Linked DNA regions of Mus musculus: all the other regions are linked to region 2. A link is a contact called in public Micro-C and promoter capture Hi-C data. All regions are on one chromosome and are shown on one strand. Each heading gives the region's core, a stretch centred on a gene start, on an enhancer-like site or on the middle of the called end of the contact. The rest is flanking DNA. Distances are from core to core; before and after follow the strand shown. Region 1 holds the start of Slc6a20a (solute carrier family 6 (neurotransmitter transporter), member 20A). Region 2 holds the start of Tmem158 (transmembrane protein 158). Region 3 holds the start of Slc6a20b (solute carrier family 6 (neurotransmitter transporter), member 20B). Region 4 holds the start of Tcaim (T cell activation inhibitor, mitochondrial). Region 5 holds the start of Lztfl1 (leucine zipper transcription factor-like 1).

What was found. Promoter capture Hi-C pulls out the DNA fragments that hold promoters and counts their contacts. Hi-C and Micro-C count contacts between places; a contact is called where the count stands out from the background. Capture Hi-C pulls out chosen DNA fragments and counts their contacts.
Region 1: a promoter capture Hi-C map of embryonic stem cells shows a contact between it and region 2, with 4 times the contacts expected there. The contact joins the promoter of Slc6a20a here to the promoter of Tmem158 in region 2. A contact is called at or near these places in 6 of 39 promoter capture datasets (the C10 cell line, the HPC-7 cell line, cranial neural crest and 3 more), 4 of 115 datasets of contacts at active chromatin or transcription factors (bone marrow-derived macrophages, embryonic stem cells and stem cell-derived neural progenitor cells) and 1 of 9 other capture datasets (pancreatic islet).
Region 3: a promoter capture Hi-C map of embryonic stem cells shows a contact between it and region 2, with 3 times the contacts expected there. The contact joins the promoter of Slc6a20b here to the promoter of Tmem158 in region 2. A contact is called at or near these places in 5 of 39 promoter capture datasets (the 3T3-L1 cell line, embryonic stem cells, liver and 2 more) and 1 of 9 other capture datasets (macrophages).
Region 4: a contact with region 2 is called in a promoter capture Hi-C map of adipose tissue, with 4 times the contacts expected there. The contact joins the promoter of Tcaim here to the promoter of Tmem158 in region 2. A contact is called at or near these places in 10 of 39 promoter capture datasets (the 3T3-L1 cell line, 3T3-L1-derived adipocytes, the HPC-7 cell line and 5 more) and 2 of 9 other capture datasets (adipose tissue and liver).
Region 5: a contact with region 2 is called in a Micro-C map of embryonic stem cells, with 6 times the contacts expected there. The contact joins the promoter of Lztfl1 here to the promoter of Tmem158 in region 2. A contact is called at or near these places in 8 of 39 promoter capture datasets (the 3T3-L1 cell line, the HPC-7 cell line, cranial neural crest and 4 more), 1 of 15 datasets of contacts at CTCF or cohesin (embryonic stem cells), 5 of 484 Hi-C or Micro-C datasets (embryonic stem cells, muscle stem cells and uterus), 2 of 115 datasets of contacts at active chromatin or transcription factors (embryonic stem cells and stem cell-derived neural progenitor cells) and 1 of 9 other capture datasets (pancreatic islet).

The regions. Positions count from the first base shown.
Region 1 is chr9:123,677,442-123,680,141 of GRCm38.p6, reverse strand. It overlaps Slc6a20a (solute carrier family 6 (neurotransmitter transporter), member 20A), which reads left to right and starts at 1,310. Exons shown (of 11, transcript NM_139142.2): 1 at 1,310-1,456. The coding sequence starts at 1,336.
Region 2 is chr9:123,259,402-123,262,110 of GRCm38.p6, reverse strand. It overlaps Tmem158 (transmembrane protein 158), which reads left to right and starts at 1,322. Exons shown (of 1, transcript NM_001002267.2): 1 at 1,322-2,709. The coding sequence starts at 1,566. The coding sequence ends at 2,426.
Region 3 is chr9:123,631,128-123,633,827 of GRCm38.p6, reverse strand. Slc6a20b (solute carrier family 6 (neurotransmitter transporter), member 20B) reads left to right here and starts at 1,290. Exons shown (of 11, transcript NM_011731.4): 1 at 1,290-1,718. The coding sequence starts at 1,469.
Region 4 is chr9:122,804,134-122,806,833 of GRCm38.p6, reverse strand. Tcaim (T cell activation inhibitor, mitochondrial) reads right to left here and starts at 1,287. Exons shown (of 11, transcript NM_001013405.2): 1 at 1,146-1,287.
Region 5 is chr9:123,716,298-123,718,997 of GRCm38.p6, reverse strand. Lztfl1 (leucine zipper transcription factor-like 1) reads left to right here and starts at 1,373. Exons shown (of 10, transcript NM_033322.3): 1 at 1,373-1,472. The coding sequence starts at 1,470.

The DNA.
Region 1 (2,700 bases), core at 61-2,560, 420 kb before region 2:
GCAAGATGGTAAGACCACTTGCTCTGACCTCTGACCTCCACTCATGCCATGGCACCTGGTCCCAATAAATGCTTGTTTTTGTTTTGCTTTGTTAAAACAAAAAACAGTCTGTGGAATGACAGTAAAGATGCAGAGCAGCTGGGATTAATGAGAATGTGAACTGATATTTTTTGATGCCGCACATAGTCCCAAAGTTCCTAATAGTCCATCTACCTGCCATATTAGAATGTTCACTTTGGTTCTATTCATAGTAGCCACAAACTGGACAACACAAATGTCCACCAACAAGACTGGAACTAGACATAGGAGGATGCAGGAAATATATATATTTAGTATATATATATATACTAAAGCTTAAGAATCTAGAGTTTCTTCCACTGTGTTGTGACTTTGCTTTCTTTACTGTTTTAAGGTTAAAAGTCCTAGGATAGGTTGGGGCAGATTTTTTTTCTATTACAGATGAAACAAGGTCAAAGATGTTAAATGGCTTGCCAAGTCACAGAATTTAGTCTGTGGTGGAATATAGACGCAAACAACAGATCCTGCATCACTGTACCAAACTTTACTGAGTTAGGTTCATTTATATCTTCTTGTTGGACTGGCAAAAACATGAGAATTCTTGGGTTTCCACCTGGCCCAGGGAAGAGAATCTCTGACTCCCATTGGCCTCAAGGCAGCTGTTCAAAACCTGATTCTGCCCACACTACAGGTGCAGGCAAGGGCCGGTAGTTGGAGACCCTTAAGTCTCCCATGTGTGCTAGGATCAAACTCAGGGTCTCAGAAGTGCTAGGAGAGTGATCTGCCTCTGAATCTCCACACCCACCCTCTCTGTGCAAAAGTCATCTCTCCTCTGGGAAGTCCTGGATCCCTGTCTGTCTCTAGGACTTGTCTCTCTCTCTGCTTTACCTAAATTGCCCCTGCATCACCGACTTAGGTGAACTGGGTGGTATTAATTAAAGGAAATTACCCCAGTGGGTCAAAAGAAGTTAAGAACGAGTCACTCCGTGGTATTTAAATGTTCCCGCCACCTGAATGTGAGCCCTGGAGGGGTGGGGTTGCTGTGTCTTCCCGCAGCACAGCAGTGCCAGGCATATAGTATTGTCATCGATTAATCAGTAAGAAGTTGAGGAAACATGATCCTTTCCCCGAGCTCTGAAGTCCACACGCAGGGCCAAGGAGGGGCGCCTTCCCCGCCCGCCGAGGCTAGGGTGGGGCTCACCGTTCCCCACTCACCGGCCTCGCCCCGCGCGCGCGTTAATGAGATTAGCAATTAAAAGGCGGGCGAGCGGCGGCGGCCAGAGACCAGGCCCTGACGGGGAGCAGCGAGCTCGGGACATGGAGAAGGCACGGCCTCAGTGGGGCCATCCGCTGCAGTTCGTGTTCGCCTGCATCTCCTACGCCGTGGGTTTGGGCAACGTGTGGCGCTTCCCTTACCTGTGCCAGATGTACGGCGGAGGTGAGTGCGCACAGGCGGGACCGCCGGGTGCCTGGACGCCGAGCGGCGGTGGCATTCCGGCCCGCGAGCCTCCGCTCGGGGTGGCGTTCTGTCCCGAACACCCCAGCTCGGCCAAGTGTTCGGTCCCACGCGCTTCAAGTTCAAGGGCGGGTGGCCCCTGTAACCGAGAACGCCGCGGCGCGGGGACTGTCGCCCTAAGAAATTGACCCTCGCGGTCCCGAGTCCGAACTGTGGCTCCAGCAGGTGCAGGGCGGCGCCGGCGGGGAACCTGCTGTCCCGGGAGGAAAGGTGCGGTGCCGTCTACAGAGGTGTGAAAGAGGACACTAAATTGTTTATCAGGAACTTGTCGTGCAACTTGCAGTTCCGAAATTTAAGTTCCCGACCGCAAGTTGAAACACCAGTCAAACGGATCGTGAGCGATTTCTTTTACTTTTTCTTAATAAAAAGGATCGGTTTGTAGATGTGAAGACTTAGTTTGGGCTTGGAATCACAGGAGGGAAAAACAAATAATTCCGTGCCCGGAGAATTAGTTTCTTGGTTCTGCTGTTTTGTTTTTATAAATGTTTCCTCTGACCTAGGGGAGAAACTGGGGGTTAAGGGTGGGACAGACACCTCACCCTGCACCCGCTAAAGCAGGGAAAAGAGCTGAGAACTCTGGGACTGGGACTTTCCGAAGTCCAAGTACCGTTCTGGGGTCAGTATGGCATGAAGGAAGTAAGTCTCAGCATAAAAACCTCCCTCTTCAATTCCATTTTCTAAAACCTCATCTAAAGGAAAACGCAGCATATGAACAGAGACAGAAAATAGCATGGCTACCGCCTTTAATAAGATCAAAATGTGAGAAACTTGCTAAGCCATTCAGAAAAAAAAAAAATATTGGTTCAGTAAGTTGTGGAACATCCTTGGCAGCCATAAAGGTAAAGTTTTAATAGAATTTTATCTTAATAGTGTTATCATGTGATAAGTGGAGGCAGGTGAAGTCATATTCAAAACTGTAAAACATTTTTAAGCACTTGTGCTTAAAACCATTCAGAGAAAAGGAAAATGAAAAAAAAATTTCAAGTGTTATCAATAGTTTTCTGGGTGGCTCTTATTTACCTAACAGCATGTTTGTGTATACATGGGAGGAGAGATCTAATAGCATGTGTTTGTGTATGGGTGGAGAGAAAGCTAATCAGCACATTAGTTCTCGATATCAGGACAGTAAAAAATATTAATGTATTACAGAATTTAACTTGTTTAAG
Region 2 (2,709 bases), core at 73-2,572:
TAGTCCCAGAACTCAAGAAGCAGGGGCAAGTGGATCTCTGAGAGTTTGAGGCCGGTCTGGTCTACATAATAAGTTCCAGGACAGCTAAAGCTACGAAGTGAAACCTTGACTCAAAAGAAAGAGCAGGAGAAAGAATGAAAGAGAGAGAGAGAACTATTTAGAGAAATATATTTAGCACTTTGTACCCAGCAATGGCTGTCATCCTGTCCTTCACAGGCCCTTGGGAAAGCTTAGCTGGCTTAGAGGGAGGGTCACTCTTAGATTTACAGAGCACAACTGTTTCAAGCCATTTTAGGGGTCAGTTGACATTAGTTTCCAAGTGTGAGGCCAGAAAACAAGGGAAGTGCAGTTTGCTCCTTTTTGTGATGGGGATTGAACCCTGGGCTTGCTAGGACACTAGGAAAGCACCCTTCCAACTGAGCTGCCTCTTCTTCCCAAGAACGTTTTTTGTTCTTTACAGAAAGCATCTTTCTGTGTAGCCCAGGCTGTCCTCAAACTCATAATTCTCCTCACCACCTTAGTACTGGATTTTGTTTATTTGAGACAGGTTTTCAGGTAGCCCAGGCTGGCCTCTCCAAGGAACTTGGACTCTGGATTCTCACTTGGGATTACAGACTTGTACCATCAAGCTCAGGACTCAGGTAGGCTTCTTAATATAAATTGTATCCTATTAAATTACTCTTGACAACTCCACCTCTCCACAATATACATCCCGGAAGACTGATATTCATGGACTCTAACATACAAATTTTTTGTGTCTATGTGCACACTAGACTGCAGGTGTCCTCAAGCATCCGACCTGTGGGATTTGCATTCCCATTGCCCCAACCAACACCAAAACTTCAGAATTTTGAGGATTTTTTTATGAGTTCTCTTCCTGTAAAACAAAACAACGAAACAAAAACAAAACAAAAAACAAAACAACAACAACAACAAAAAAACCCATATGTATCTATTGTGGTGAAGACACATTAAAACCAGCCAGACTCCAGATCTGAATTTCTGAACTCAGCAGAAAGGTACAAGAGTCCTGTCTCTGGCTCCTGAGGTAGCCCGGAGACTTTCTCCCTTCTTAGTTTCTCCTAAGCAGAAAGGAGGTACTGATTAGCTCTCCTGGGGGCGTGACAGAGGGACTGTCTGGGCTCCGGGACTCGCTCTGGGCTTCCCGCCCTCGGGGGTCCCCTCGCTCCGCCTCCACGCACCGCCCTGTCGCTCAGGTCTTCAGTTCCCGCCCCTGCGAGTGGAGCCCCGCCCTCCCAATTCCCCGCACCCGGTGAGCCGGGGGCGGGGCGCGCGGAAGGCGGAGCCGAGCAGGGGAATCCTCTCTCGTTTCGCCGCGAGCCAGCAGAGCCTCCTGGCCGTCCAAGGGCCCCAGCTCTGGGGGCAGCGGAACCTCGACGAGCGGAGTCTGAAGAGGCCATCGCGGCCCGTGAGCCGGTGTCGTCCCAATACACTGGCAGAGTTCCGCCTCGGCCTTCCAGGCCCCGCGGTTCCCTCACCGGACGGTCGCCTGCGCGCCATGCAGCCGCCGCCTGCCCCGCGCGCGTAGGCGCTCGCCACAGGCCATGCTGCCCCTTCTCGCCGCGCTACTGGCCGCCGCCTGCCAGCTGCCGCCGGCGCACGGCGGGGCCACGGATGCGCCCGGCCTTGCAGGGACGCCCCCAAACGCCTCGGCCAATGCGTCCTTCACCAACGAACACTCCACCCCGCGTCTGCTGGCATCGGCGGCATCGGCGCCCCCAGAGCGCGCGGGCCCAGAGGAGGCTCCGGCGGCGCCCTGCAACATCAGCGTGCAACGACAGATGCTGAGCTCGCTGCTCGTGCGCTGGGGCCGCCCGCGGGGCTTGCAGTGCGACCTGCTGCTCTTCTCTACCAACGCGCACGGCCGCGCCTTCTTCGCCGCCGCCTTCCACCGCGTCGGGCCACCACTGCTCATCGAGCATCTGGGGCTGGCGGCGGGCGGCGCGCAGCAAGACCTGCGCCTGTGCGTGGGCTGCGGCTGGGTGCGCGGCCGCCTGCGGGCTCCCGCCGGGGCTCCCACCGCGCTGCCTGCCTACCCGGCGGCCGAGCCGGGGCCGCTGTGGCTGCAGGGCGAGCCTCGTCACTTCTGCTGCCTGGACTTCAGCCTGGAGGAGCTGCAGGGCGAGCCGGGCTGGCGGCTGAACCGCAAGCCCATCGAGTCTACGCTGGTGGCCTGCTTCATGACCCTGGTCATCGTGGTGTGGAGCGTGGCCGCCCTCATCTGGCCGGTGCCCATCATTGCCGGCTTCCTGCCCAACGGCATGGAGCAGCGCCGGACCACCGCCGGCGCCCCCGCGGCCGCTCCTGCAGCCGTACCCGCGGGGACTACCGCCGCTGCCGCCGCCGCTGCTGCAGCTGCTGCTGCTGCTGCCGCGGCTGTCACCTCGGGGGTGGCTCCTAAGTGACCCCCTCCGCCCCGCGTCCGCGCTGTGTAAGCGCTCGCACGCGCCTTCCTCACCGGAGACGGGGCAGGTGCGCTTCGTGCTGTCCTTATTGTTCATCCTTTTCCCGGGAGGGGACCGCAGAGAGGCACAAATGAGGTGGGAAAGTGGGGTTTGTGCTGAGGTTCTGGTTCGGAAGAGCAGGGGCAAGCTCTCGGGCTGAAGGGTGGGATCCACGCGTGGCTCGAGGACACAAGGGAAACCGGCTCTTTCCCCTGCGGCACCCCCTCCCTGCGCCCACATGCCC
Region 3 (2,700 bases), core at 41-2,540, 370 kb before region 2:
ATCTTACTTAAGGCACAAAACAAATATCAAATAATATAATTGTAATTAGGAGTCAACATGAACCAGGTGTGGTAATATATACCGATAACCCCACCTATTTGAGAGGCTGAAGCAGGAAGACTGAAGACCTAGCCTAAGCAAGTAACTTAGCAAACCTCCATCTCAAAATGGAGGTTGAAGCAATGGCTCCATTAAAACAACAACAACAACCAACAGTTCTCTGGCTGTTCTTGCAGAGAACCTGGGTTCAGTTTCCAAACTGCGGTTCACAACAATCCATATTACCAGTTCCAGATATATGTGCATACACATATTTGTATATATTCATGTATATATGAATGATAGATAGAGGTATAGCTATACACAAGTATGAAGGCAAAACACAAAACAAAAATAACTTAAAAAAAAAAAAAGAAGAAGACGCCTGCAACACCAACAACATCAAAATAAAAATTAAAAAAAGTTCTCAAGGCTTTGCAAGCAGAACCAAGGAGTTTGGACTTTCTCATATGGGGAAACTAGAGACTTTGATAATTAACAGTGCACTCACCAGGATGAGCAAATGATTGAAAATTGCATAACCTTCTTAGTAGAATAAGACTATAGAACCCTGCCCACAGCTGTACCCACTTTCTCTCCTTTGTCCAGAGTTCAAGTGACACAGTTTGATGGTCTTTTGTATCCTGTTTCTGGTAGGTACAGTGAAGTTCCCATCCATACGCAGTCATCCATTAGCCAAGGCAGCTTCCTGGGACCACTCAGGTGGGGTTAAGCTGGACTGAATCATCTGTGCGGGGTATCTGGACACCCCAGAGAACTGAGCTTCGTCCCCTTTGCTTCTTAGATACAGTTATCACTGAGGCCCAAGCGATACGTAAATTACAAATCAGACACAATGCTCAGCTCACTGTCTGATACTTGCTACCCTTTACCTGTCAGTTATGCAACTGAGAATCTCTGTCGTTGTGTGTGTAAGGTGGGAACCCAAGATAATGGCATCCTGTTTCACTTAATGGATTTTATTGGTAGCTCAGGATGCACCATAGTGGGAGTGTTTGTACTAGAAAAATTGATAAGTACATAGATCAGAGTTTTTCTGCAGTCTGTAGCTAAACATTTAGCTAAACATTTTCCAGCTCACCACCAGCCTCCAACAGATACAACCAAATTTGTGAATTGTTTTGCAGACACCCTTAACAGCAAGAGGAGCCCAGAAATCCTGAAGTTTGAGAGACAAAGGACACAGAAAGGAATGTGGCCAAAGGTTAGTGGGAGGATCTAAACTGGCCACCTGTGAGGTTGAGGCAGCGAGGGAAGCACTGGTCAAGAAGGGAACCAACACAGAATTGGGGTCGAAAGCTGATTCCAGAGTCCTGGAAAGAAACAGTAGAAAACACAGGGGTTTGGGGGTGGGGCGCGGAAGAGGGCACAGGTGTTGCTCATTCTACAGTGAGAGTTGTCTCAGAAGATGGAATCACCTTCAGCACATGCGGTCTCCCTGCCAGAGGATGAGGAGCTCCAGCCCTGGGGAGGCGCTGGAGGACCTGGTCAGCACCCAGGAAGACCGAGGTCAACAGAGTGTGCCCACCCTGGGGTTGTGGAGAAGGTGCGGCCAAAGTGGGACAACCCCCTGCAGTTCCTACTTGTCTGTATCTCCTATGCTGTGGGCCTGGGCAATGTATGGCGCTTCCCCTACCTGTGCCAGATGTATGGCGGAGGTGAGTACAATGGGCAGGTGCAGCATGTCTGCCTGACTGAGTGCTTCACATCTCAAACTTTCACCTTCCTGGGATCTGGATGAATTATAGGTCTGCTGGATGTCCTCTCCAAATTGCTGACCCAAGCCCCGCACAGAGGGAAGGTTTGGCCTGTGCATCCGTGGACAGTGCTTTTGTTCTGCTATCTAAAACATCTTCAGCTAATTTGAAGTCATGAAGGTTTTCTCTGTTCCTCTTCTAACTCTTTAACCTCTGGGTTGTTCATGTGGAACTATGATCTACTTCCTTTCTTCCTCTTCTGTGCATGAACTGTGATACCAACTAAGTAAGGCTCTTTTGATTCAGTTGTATTGTTTTGACAAAAGGACTGCAGAGCTTATCTGCTTAAATTGAATTATTGAGGTTTGAAGAAGTGATGGAAATGATTGCCACGCACAGGTAAAGGTGACCACACTGCTACCTTGGTATGAGCTTTGAGTTTTCTTTTGGCCCTAGCTAGCAGATAAGCATCCAGGCTCTGTCACAGAGACAAGATGACCAAGGGCCACACCAGATTTGATGTGGTTACTGCTTGATACTTTGGGTTAAAATTGGACTATCTTATGACCTTTGAGTGTTAGAGCATTAACTCCAAACATCTGTGGAAATATGGCCTCTGCTGTAAAGTGTCTCCAGAGAATAAATCACACAGGCCTCAGCCTCCTTTGACATCAAGTTGGTAAAGGGTAAAAACTCAGCCTTTTCAGAGCAAGGGGATTTTGAGAAGCCTCCTGAATGAGAAGGCGGTGCACGGACCCTGCTTGCACACAAGGACAAGCTGGGGTCAGGCTCTGACCATTAATGTGGGTATGTGCTGTCCCCTGCCAACACTTTCACTCTTCCCTCCTTCATGTGGCCACAGAGCTCTGCATAACCTCCGTGACAGCCGCTCTGGGATCTGTGAGCCACCTGAATTCCATAGCTTGGTTTAAGAAAAGGCACT
Region 4 (2,700 bases), core at 38-2,537, 460 kb after region 2:
CCCATTGCTGGGATTAATGACACTCCACCATCGCCTGGCTAGATAACAAATTCTTTAGCTTTCCTTTTGTATCTTGCTGGAGAGTTAAATCATAACTACAAACTCTACAGTTTCAAGAAGGATTCAGGCACTTCTGGCCCAGCCTGACCTAATATATACAGGCACTGGTGCTACTCCAAGGTCCAATTACACCCACTGAACCCTAAGATCTGGCACAAGAGAAAAAATTACGACAAAAACTCTTCGGACCTGCTGTTGCCCCCTCAAACCATTTTCATCTTATAGGTTAGTGTAGGGCATGTCTTCTGGGCCTTTCCATTATGAGGGATCAGGTTTTTCAGAGAGTACCCACTCTAGCACTGCAATTTCCCTGAGCTTAAAACTCCTTCATCAACACTAAGCCAAGGGATGGCAGGCATCTCCAGTTCCTTTTCAGTAGGCCATCTGTAGACAAATCTAACCAACCAACCAGCCAACCAAACTTTGACACCTTTTTAAAACTATATGAACTCCACATTAAATCTGGAATCTCCAATCGGTGGTCTCAAACTGATAAAATTCAGCCTGATCCTGTTTCCTTTTACCATTATCCTACAATCTTAAACCCATTCGCACACACACATTCCACAGATGTCTTGAATGAATTAGCACACTCCTTAAGCTCTTTAGTGGTGAAGTGCACTTGAGTAATCTACGCCTCAGACTCCCCTCTGAGAGTCTACTTAGCCATAAGTTTGATTACAGGTCTAGAGGTGAATGGACAGGTCCGCAACTTGGGGTGCAGCTCCTCCCAGGGCCCCACCAGCCTCAAGGCTCTCCCAGCAGCAGCCTAAACCCAGCTCCCATCTGACAGCCTCGCCTACGCCTCAGCACGCACAGGCCAAGGCCTGTGTGGCAAGTGTGGAGTCCCTGGGCAACTTTCGCTCTGCAGGGAGCTCCTGACAGGTCTGGCCCACTGTCTCAGAGGCCTGGGTTCGTGCTTGGACGCCCCGACACTTGGAGCCGGCAGGCCGCACGAACCATGCTCATTGGCTAAGGCGGACCGACCTTCCTCCTAGAACGCCTGCGCAAGGCCGGCAAGCGGCTCCCAGCCAGGACGTCGGCTCTCAGCGGCCTCCCACCCCGCTTCAAAGCGGTGTCCTTACCCCGCTATCTGCGGGTTTCCGAAGGCAGCTTCGGGAGACACAAGCCGGTTCTTCCGGCCGACTAGGTCTGAGGGAGAAAGATGATTGGCAGGCAGGTGGGAGGACGATAAGCAAAGGTAAAGGAGTAGCGGGAGGCAGGGGCGGGGCCAAAGCGCGCACGCGCAGCCCCTGGTGGGGAGGGGGGAAGGGGCGGAGCTATGCAAGGCGCTCTGGTGACGCAGTTCTTGCTGAGCAGCCGTTGGTAGTCTTGGTAGGCTTCCCAGATGCAGCTGAGTGTGAAAGATCCGGTTCCTCTGGCTTACATTTCCCACTTGACTTTTCCTCAATCTAATCTATTTGAGATAGTTTAATTATTTGGGACAGTGGCTCACACTGTAACCCACGCTGGCCTTGAACTTGCGGCAATTCTCCTGCTTCAGCCTCCTACGTGCTTTGATTACAGGCATGACACATCGCGACTCCTTACTAGGCTGTTTTTAAACGTTCAGTGTACTCAGCATGGGCTTTTTACTGCTTTATTGGACGTCTGTAACTGATCTCCAGACCTGCAAATGATGGAATATAAACTGCTTTTCGCTTTGCTACCTCTTGGCTTGGTCAACCAGCAAGAAGCCATCCCACCCCTTCTCTCAGATCTTCATTCTCCTGAAGACGACCTTGCGGCCCACATCGTGTCCTTTGTCTGCAGGAGCATAGTTTACAATTGCCCACCTGTCTCTGAGGCAGTGTGTGCGCCACATGTCACGCAAGCTTAAGAGTGCTGGGACTCAATTTTCCTGCCCTTGTGAGACTGTAGATTTAAGGACACTGCCTCTACCCATTTTGAGAACTCCTTTAAATACTTGTCCCATTTATTACCCTATTTAGGGCTTTTCCCCTCTAGACGACTTGAATTTGTGGCGTACAGTACTATTTAGAGTGAGGACTATGTTAAAGAGAATAGGCTACAGATACTGAAGGTGGTTTCTGAAGGAGTTTTTGTTTTTTGTTTTGAGACGGGATTTCTCCGTGTAGTCCTGTAGACAAGGCTGGCCTTGAAGAGAGATCTGCTGGCCTCTGCCTCCTGAGTGCTGGGATCAAAGGCATGGGCCACCACCACCTGACAACTTCTGAAGTTTTAACTTCTTAGTGTTTTGGGACAATCCTTGTTAGATATTTATATTTTGGCACATTTGTTTAAAATATTTTCATTAGCAATGTCCTTAGTCACATATTATCATAAAGCATACAGTACTGTGCTGCCAGGTCGACCAACAGATGAAAGTGTTTGCTATCAGACCCTCCAGCCTGACCACTGTGGTTTGATTACCGTAACTAGATGGAGGTGGAAGGAAAGAACAGATTCCAAAAACGCTGTCCTGCAAAAATCCACATGGATGTGTGCTCCTCCCACAACGTACACGTAATAGTCATATGAGACCCACTGAAAGGGAGCTGTTAGGAGGGTAACTTAGACATTTGGTGGGGTGCCCTGGATCTTTGTGTTTTCAGTCTGTGCTGCTGCTTTATGTTAACTTCACACATGCTAGAGTCCTTAGAGAAGAGGGAGCCGCGA
Region 5 (2,700 bases), core at 124-2,623, 460 kb before region 2:
TTTTGGCCCTGGCGTTCCCCTGTACTGGGGCATATAAAGTTTGCAAGTCCAATGGGCCTCTCTTTGCAGTGATGGCCGACTAGGCCATCTTCTGCTACATATGCAGCTAGAGACAAGAGCTCCGGGGTACTGGTTAGTTCATATTGTTGTTCCACCTATAGGGTTGCAGTTCCCTTTAGTTCCTTGGGTGCTTTCTCTAGTTCCTCCATTGGGGGCCCTGTGGTCCATTCAATAGCTGACTGTGAGCATCCACTTCTGTGTTTGCTATGCCCGACCTAAAGCTGTACTACAGAGCAATTGTGATAAAAACTGCATGGTACTGGTATAGCGACAGACAAGTAGACCAATGGAACAGAATTGAAGACCCAGAGATGAACCCACACACCTATGGTCACTTGATCTTTGACAAGGGAGCTAAAACCATCCAGTGGAAAAAAGACAGCATTTTTCAACAAATGGTGCTGGCACAACTGGCTGTTATCATGTAGAAGATTGCGAATTGATCCATTCCTATCTCCTTGTACTAAGGTCAAATCTAAGTGGATCAAGGAACTTCACATAAAACCAGAGACAGTGAAACTTATAGAGGAGAAAGTAGGGAAAAGCCTCGAAGATATGGGTACAGGGGAAAAATTCCTGAATAGAACAGCAGTGGCTTGCGCTGTAAGATCGAGAATCAATAAATAGGACCTCATAAAATTGCAAAGCTTCTGCAAGGCAAAAGACACCGTCAATAAGACAAAAAGATCACCAACAGATTTGGAAAGGATCTTTACCTATCCCAAAACTTGAAGATTCTAATGACTCAAGTTAGACTTCATAAGTGAAAACTTCCGCCAGGGAGATCAGGACGTTATTCCACAACCTTCTCCTGGCGAATCTAGTGTTTGTCTCTCTAATTCACTACTCTATATAAACCTATGTTTTTGCACATTTTTTTTCCAAAAAGGTAAAGTTATTCTCTTCTGCCAGCGTTATAAAACAATGCAGATGGAGGAAGGGCGTGCACCAGGGCCAGCATGAGCTTGATAGCCGGATGCAGTCACGCTGAAGCCCTGTTCACTCAGCCTGTTCTTCTCAGAGGTCTGGAACCACCAGCTCTGGATCCCGGTGCCAAAGCCCAACTTCTGTCCTGATTGTAGGCAAACACGCTGGCACCTAAGGCGCTGCTCAGCTCCCCCCCCCCACCCCCGACCGGAAATTTCTCTGTTGCCATTGGCAACGGCAGGCACCGCCCCAGGTTAGCGTGGCAAGAAAAGGTGGGACTTCCGGATCTCAAAGCCAATGTACCCGCGGAAATTAGCCAGTTACGCAACATCATCCGTCACGTGACACTGAGAGCCAATGATAGCGTGCAAGCGAGGGCCCACGTGTCTCCGTTCCCATTGGCAACGCGCGGCTTCTAAACAACCTCCGTTCCTCAGGCCCCGGTGCCGGCCTCCCTGTTTCCTGTCGGATCCGCCGCCACCATGGTGAGTGTCCTGGTCGGGAGAGGCCCAGCCGGGGTGCGGAGGGCGAGCGAGCGAGCGAGCGAGCGGGGCCTCGCCGGGGAGGGAGTCACGTCGGCCGAGCCGCGGGGACAGCTTCTTGCTGAAGCCTTCCTCCGGCCTTGTCGCCTCGTCCTTGGCTGTGGTCTGGGAAGCCCTGGCCGACACAGCCGCACACATTTGCCAGGGTGAAGAATGACGGGCTGGTTCCAACTTTCTGTGTGAACTTGGTTGAATCTAATTTTCTGAAGCACCTGATTTTACAACTGACTAATTATCGGTGCTGTTTTCTTTGTTTGGACGTCTGACGACCATTTGGGTATTAGAGTTCGGGCTTACTTTGAGACAGATAAAACTGAAGCGAAAACGCCAGTCCATCCAACCTTTCATCGTACAATTAATTTAAATAGCTGGGCATAGAGAAGTTATTGAAAGTGAAGCTCAAGTGGGTTGCTGACATATCCCAGCAATCAATTCCTAGTAAGTGTCACTTTGTATACATCTAAACAAAACAGACCATTTCTTAAACCATCCTGAGCTAGGAACTGGTCCTGCTTCTGATGTCAAAAACGAAAAAAAAAAAAAAATTACGCTAGTGGCTTCACAAAAAAGTTAGTACTTGTTTGTGTTCTTACTCTTTTATGTCATTGTGATAACACTTGGAAACCGGGTGTAGATGATTTGTCAAACAATGCACATAAAATAAACACTTTAAGCAATAAGCTCACTCTTTTTTAAAAAAAATTATCCTTTAAAGATTTTATACATTCATACAATGTATTTTAAATCCCCTAGCATCTTCCAGAATTATTGTTTACTTCCTGTCCTGTTTTTTTTAAGCCTACCTAGTCCAATTTATGCTGCACATATACTCATGTGTGTGGGACCATCACCTTCCTTGGGCCACACTCTTAAAAGAAACTGTCTCTCTGCCCTTCATAAATCTTCAGCCGTCAGTAACTGCTCAGCTAGAAGTGCGATCTCATAAACCCCTCCCCGTCTCTGTGCTGGATTGTTGATTGGCACCTTTGTGCAGGTGACCACAGTTGTGAGTTTCTAGGCCAGCAGTTCTGTCATGTCTAGAAGACAGTTTTTGTTGTTGCTGTTTCAAGACAGGGTTTCTCTGTTTAGTCCTGTCTATATTGGAATCCTCTCTGTAGTCCAGCCTGACCTTGAACTCAGATTCACTTGCCTTTGCCTATCTATGCCTCTG